Regions from separate parts of the Mus musculus genome. Here region 2 is linked to region 1. A link is a contact called in public ChIA-PET data. All regions are on one chromosome and are shown on one strand. Each heading gives the region's core, a stretch centred on a gene start, on an enhancer-like site or on the middle of the called end of the contact. The rest is flanking DNA. Distances are from core to core; before and after follow the strand shown. Region 1 holds the start of Uhrf2 (ubiquitin-like, containing PHD and RING finger domains 2). Region 2 overlaps Uhrf2 (ubiquitin-like, containing PHD and RING finger domains 2).

Region 1 (2,765 bases), core at 266-2,765:
GGACAACAGTTGGCTCTTGGCTAAATTTCAGCCTCTCTCACCTTCCCACAGCTTGCTTTTTTCCCTAAGGCCTCCTTCCGCACTCTGTTCTATTGTCATTCTAAATACTTAAACACATCAATGCACATTTCAAAAAGCCCAGGTTTCCCCGGGAGGCCTACAAAAGTCTTTGAATGCTAATGTTCACACTTGCCCTTCATTATTTAGTCAACCTCTCTCAGAAGTGTAGTGTCTTCTGATGTGTGAAAATGCACTCCCAGTCTTTGCTTAAGCACCCTATCTTCTTTGAATATTCCCAGTTTATCTAAATTCTCTTAATAACAAAAGCTCTAAAATACCTTCTTGTGTGCTACTAAGGGAGTGGCAAGGAAGCTAACATTCCCTCGGTGTTTATGAGCACTATTTTACCTGGAGGAAATTGAAGCAGTTTGTTCAAGATCACAGTTAAACAGAAAGACTGCAATTCTCGCGCGTCCCAACCCGTGAGCCCAAGACTCAAGGCTTCAGACTGCAGCACACCGTTGGCAGTGCACCACGAATAACAGCCCGAGACCCTAGCATATCCTTGTAACAACAAATAGTTGATCCCTTCATGGGTCAGATTAGATGTTCTCAGATGTATCTGTTGCCTTATCAACTAAATGTTTTAGTTAACTAGGAAGCTGTCGAGGTAACTTAGAGGCTCTAGGTATATATATATATATTCATATCTCGAGCTGACGCACATTTCACTCTTCCTGTATTTCCATTTAGGCCATCTTGACTAATCAATTTGGTTGTTACAAAGTTGTGCCTCTTATCCTCATGGGAATGATTAGTACTGACATTACGGATACCGGTGAATGTAAGATAATGCGTTTGCTTTGCTTTCTCTCTTAAGTCTTCCATTTTTGGATGGGTCCCCTGAGTGTGGGGGCCGTATCCCGCCCTGGGATCTCCGGATTTTTGGATCGGAGGTGTACAGTCCTGCAAAGCCAGGATCCCTGCGGCTAAAGGCGCCCTTAGCGCAGAAGGCCCACTCGGTCAGGTCCAGCTCCCGCTCCGGCTCTCCGGTCGGGAAACGTGGGTGCGAGGCCTCTGCCCTGGGGCCTCCCGGAAGCGGGTTTCCTCGGCGGGAAGCACGTCCATCAAGCCGACGCGCCCCGGGAGAGGCCGCGTGGCGGGCGCACACCCTGGTGTGAAGTCTCGGGAACGTAGGCTGCATCCCCATTTCTTGCTCACGCCAGCGCGCAGCACGGCTAGCTATTGTTCGTGCGTTTTTGAGACCATGGAGTCTAGGCCTCAGGAGACTGCGAGGTGACCAACGACAACGAGGGCACAGGGCGAGCTGGCCTCGGCGAGCCTGCCCAACCCCGCCCTCCTCCGAGTAACGGCTCTGGAGGCCCCGCCCCCTCCCATATTAGCGCCCCCCAGGCTGTGCGTGGGGCGGAGCCCCGCGTGGATCTCGCGAGATCCGGGTTGGCGCCGTGACCTCCATGTGGGAGCTGCATCTCTATAAGTAAACAGTGCGCGCCGCCGAGCCATGGCTCCTTCCTATTTGTGAGGCGCGGGCTGCGCTCGCACCTCGGGCGGGTTCCGGTTTCCTTCCACCGAGGAGGGGCGGGCGGGCGGTCGCGCGGTCTAAGAGCGTCAGTCCTCGCCCGCACCCGCGTTCGCCGAGTCGCCGCCGCAGAGAACCGGATCCTCCCGGGGAGGCGGCGGGGACCGGGCGGGGCGCGGCGCGGCGGCCCGAGCGCAGGGCCAGACAAAGGGGCTTGGTCCCCTGTCCCCGTGCCGCCGCGATGTGGATCCAGGTCCGCACCATCGACGGCTCCCAGACGCGCACCATCGAGGACGTTTCTCGCAAAGCCACCATCGAGGAGCTGCGCGAGCGGGTCTGGGCGCTCTTCGATGTAAGGCCCGAGTGCCAGCGCCTGTTCTACCGGGGCAAGCAGGTGAGGCGCCCCGCGGGGAGCCCGGGCGCGAGCAGCCGGCGCCCCGGGACGAGGCTGGGTGTCCAGGGCTGCGCCCCGCTGTGCTCGGGATGGGCCGCTGGCGGGGCGCGGGATGCGGGGCCTGGAGCTCGGGCCTGCGGCTGCCCCCCCCCTCCCCCCAAGCGCGCCTAGCGGGTCGGAAGGTGCGGGACGCGGTGTTGTCGCTGGCAGCGGCCACGGACATAGCCTCCGAGGGTCCTGGGGGATCCTCTTCCCGCCTTTGGGGGGGGGGGGGATCGGAGCCTGGAAAGGCAACAGGCTCCGGCAGCCATGCCGGGGCGCGGGAGGGACGAGCTGGCTTTATTCGCAGCGCCGTCTCCGACTCCTCTAAGGACTTGCTTCTTTTCCGTGCCCCCGGCTCCTAGATGCGACGTGGAAAGGGAAGCACCTTATCCCTGTTTCCTCACTAGAAGGATTTGAACACTGAACATCGGAACGGTGGTAGAATGCGTGCCCCTCCTTCCTTGTCGTCAGTCTCAGACTGGGGATTTGTTCTGTAAAAGATCAGAGACCTCTAATTTAAGGAACGATGTTTGTAACCTGAAGTCGGGTTTAAGTCTGTTGAATATACGGACAGATTATTTCCCCATAAACTTTACCTCTCATCTTTGTGTGTCCCCTAAGTTCGGGCTTTCAACTCAAACCTTTCAGCATAATCAGCAGTAATTCAAAAAAAGCCAGAAAGTTGTGTTGGGCCACAAGGGTGCTTGTGGGCATCTCCGTTAATTTTAAGTAAGGCTCTGCCTGATGAGGCTAAGACGTTTCCTATCCAGTAAGTCTCAGAGTCTTATG
Region 2 (3,201 bases), core at 237-2,736, 46 kb after region 1:
AGGTGCCTTTACCCCCTGAGCCAGCTCTAGTCCTGAGGTGCTTATTAAACCTCACCCTGGATTTTTTTTTTTGGAGGGGGCACCTGTTTGCTTGTTTTTTTATTTTAAAAAGTTGTATACTGTTTCAATGGATTTTTTAAATATATATAAAGAGCTAGAGAGATAGCTCAGTAGTTAAGAGCACTGTCTTTATGTGACTAATAGATACAAAACAGTAACATTTCCCTAATTTTGTTCTTTATAGGGAAAAATGACCCTGAATGTGACCTGTGTGGTGGAGACCCAGATAAGACCTGTCACATGTGTTCGTGTCATAAGTGTGGAGAGAAGCGGGACCCCAACATGCAGCTGCTGTGTGACGAGTGCAATATGGCCTATCACATTTACTGCCTGAGCCCACCTCTGGACAAAGTCCCGGAAGAGGAATACTGGTATTGTCACCAGGGCTTTGTCTTCTGTTTTGTTTTTCTACAAATAATCAAAATGAATCTTCAAAGAGTGGATATTTCTTCTCCCTCCCTCCCTCCGTCCCTTCCATTTGTCCTTCTATCCTTCTGCCCATCCATCCATCCATCCATCCATCCAACCAACCGTTCTTCCTTCCTCTTTCTCTTTTTCTTCAGATAGTTTCTTAGAACGTAGCCCTGGCTGGCCTGGAGCTTGTCTGTAGACCAGGCTGGCCTCAAACTGGTAGAAATCTGCCTGCCTCTGCCTCCCAGGGTCTTGAATTACCGGACTGTGCCACCACTCCTGGTCAAGCATGGATATCTAAAGATACATGGTACATTAAAGTATTTAAAGTGCCATAGCTGGTGGTCACTTGGCATTGATACCTTTATTAACTTACTGTACAACTCTGAACTGGCTTCTAAATTTATAGACTTGGATTTATGGTCCTGCCGGAGTATGGAGTCATTCAGAAATGCAGACTTGGTTGCTAGCCTTTGCTTTTGAGGCTTTAAGCTGCATTAAAGGACCTGGAATGACACCCCTTAGTTGTTTTTCAGTCTGTCTTACCATGCTGTTTTTCTCCCTATTTCCTTAAATACCCTACATTCTATCCAGATTCAGTGTCTTTCATCTCTTTAAGTCATAGTCTTGTCTCTGTTTTCAAACTTGATTCTTCTTGAAAGCATTGCGCTTACCTTCACTGTAGTATTCATCCTTCAGGAATTAAATATTTAACATATACCAGCAGTGTTTTATATGGATAGTGTGTCTAATTTTTAGGAAGTTCTTAAGTAGAACAAGGCTCTAAGATTAAATATACTTGCTGTAATCTAAAATTACTTGTGTAGTTGTAGTTAGAAACAAACCACTAATGAAAGATTAGGGAAAGGTACCTAGCCAAATTTATAGTAAACTTTTAAATAATCACATTAAGGAATCTTGTAAAGTATTTTTTAAAATTCTGTGCATGCATGTAGGATTCCTTGGAGTTTTGGGCAGTTGTGGGCCTTCTGATGAGAGTGTTAGAAATCAAATTCTGGTCTTCTGACAGAGCAGTGTGTGCTCTTAACAACTGAGCTGTTTCTTCGGGACCATCCCTCTTCTGCCGTGGAAGGTTTTAAAGCAAGGGGTGTACTAGTCAAGAATACTGATACCCTAAGTGGCTAGCTAGTATCAGTGTGACGAACAGACAGCTCTTCTTTCCTGTAGTCTTTTTGTAGGCTCATTGCAAGCATGATGGCTGTGTTACTACAGAAACCACAGGGGTATAAAGATGAAGGAAAGGGGCCGGTGACATGGTTAAGTAGATAAGGATATTATGTCAGGGTTGACCGAGTTCAATCCCTGGGACCCACACAGTAGAACAATAGACCCAACTTTGTTATCTTCTCATCTCCACGAGCGGGCACGCACACACACACACACACACACACACACACACACACACACACACACACACACGGGAAGGGGTTTGTGGGGCGAGCCATCCCACTTTTAAAAATTAAAACAACAAAATGGAGGAGGGCTCTGACTCCTTTCTGCTTCTTCCTCCCACTGACTTCCATGATCACATGGCTCGTAACTTCTGAAGTCTCATCTCATACTTATTCCTTGTTTTGGTGGAAGTGTGTATAGTGGGAAAAAAACTGTTATATTTGATGACTTTTCAAATCTGTTTTTTTTTTTCAAGTTGCGGGAACTAAAACATTTGCATTTTTCCCCAATCGTGCAGTTACTTTTCATAATCAGGAGTGACATAGGAGTGGGCATAGATGTACTCTTTCCTCTAAAACTTATATGGAAAACATAATTATGAAAGAGGCAAATGTAAGATGAATTTGGCAGTGAATTATTGTTTGTTGGTATCTCTTGACTCTCCCAGTTTTTGATATTTCATTCCCTACACAAGGTTTTTGGAAAGTATTAATGCAGTTTGTGAGAAAGGACCAACAAGTACAGAAAGCTGTGGCAGATCTAAAGATGCTGTCTTGTGCATTGACTATGGTGGATTAGACTTTGTGATGGTGAGACTTGAACCCAGGGCTTTGCTCATAGCTCTGCCCAAAAACTATACCATTCACACACACTCATATACATCCATGAAGATTGCGTTTTAATTATTTATTGTGTGTTGATGTGATACAGTGTAAGTGTGAAGTTTAGAGAAAACTTGAGGCAGTCGTTTCTCTCCTTTCACCATCTGAGTCCCAGGATTGGTCTTGGGTTAGCTATCTTGGTTCTTGGTGGCAGAGACCCTGTACTTTTACTGCGCTATCACTGGCCGCTTGTATATGTTTTTTCTTTTTTCTTTTTTCTTTTTTCTTTTGAGAGTTCTAATAACCGGGCTAGATGGGAAGATGTATTTGTTGCATTTTTAACTGTTGGATTCCTTTTCCTTTAGTTTTAATGAGATTTTTCAGGTGAATATTTTATTAGAGTTGGTAACAAGAATAAGCATTACGTTCCTCTCCCACACTCCAGACTTTTGCACTGAATTTCAGGGTGGATAATACAAAATCTTGAAATACTTTAGAAGCAAAATAAGATTTTTTTTTTTTTACTATTAGCTTTTATCCTGTGAATATTTTTGAGAAGTTAGTGACAATTGGTACTCTGTAGTCTAACCCAGTATTACCTTAATACTTGCCCTAATGTAGTAAGGCCATTATTCTGTCACTGGTCTTAGTTGCCAGACATTGCTTGTTTTGTCTTTTTTCTGTTAAGGTATTGTCCTTCCTGTAAAACTGACTC

What was found. ChIA-PET counts read pairs in DNA pulled down with a chosen protein or histone mark.
Region 2: an SMC1A ChIA-PET map of the G1E-ER4 cell line shows a contact between it and region 1, with 5 read pairs. The contact joins the enhancer-like site here to the promoter of Uhrf2 in region 1. A contact is called at or near these places in 1 of 15 datasets of contacts at CTCF or cohesin (the G1E-ER4 cell line), 7 of 484 Hi-C or Micro-C datasets (the C3H10T1/2 cell line, the G1E-ER4 cell line, Th17 cells and 3 more), 8 of 115 datasets of contacts at active chromatin or transcription factors (the 230-238 cell line, CD8 T cells, bone marrow-derived macrophages and 3 more) and 3 of 9 other capture datasets (adipose tissue, liver and pancreatic islet).

What each region holds. Positions count from the first base shown.
Region 1 is chr19:30,028,998-30,031,762 of GRCm38.p6, forward strand. Uhrf2 (ubiquitin-like, containing PHD and RING finger domains 2) reads left to right here and starts at 1,516. Exons shown (of 16, transcript NM_144873.2): 1 at 1,516-1,934. The coding sequence starts at 1,782.
Region 2 is chr19:30,074,840-30,078,040 of GRCm38.p6, forward strand. It overlaps Uhrf2 (ubiquitin-like, containing PHD and RING finger domains 2), which reads left to right. Exons shown (of 16, transcript NM_144873.2): 6 at 245-431; 7 at 3,175-3,201. Among named protein-coding and RNA genes, the nearest start is that of Uhrf2, 46 kb to the left of the region's middle. Within about 2 kb of position 1,487, at least 2 of the 459 cell types and tissues checked have an H3K27ac peak or open chromatin away from gene starts, as enhancers often do. A contact at or near this core is called in the G1E-ER4 cell line, where this site is marked.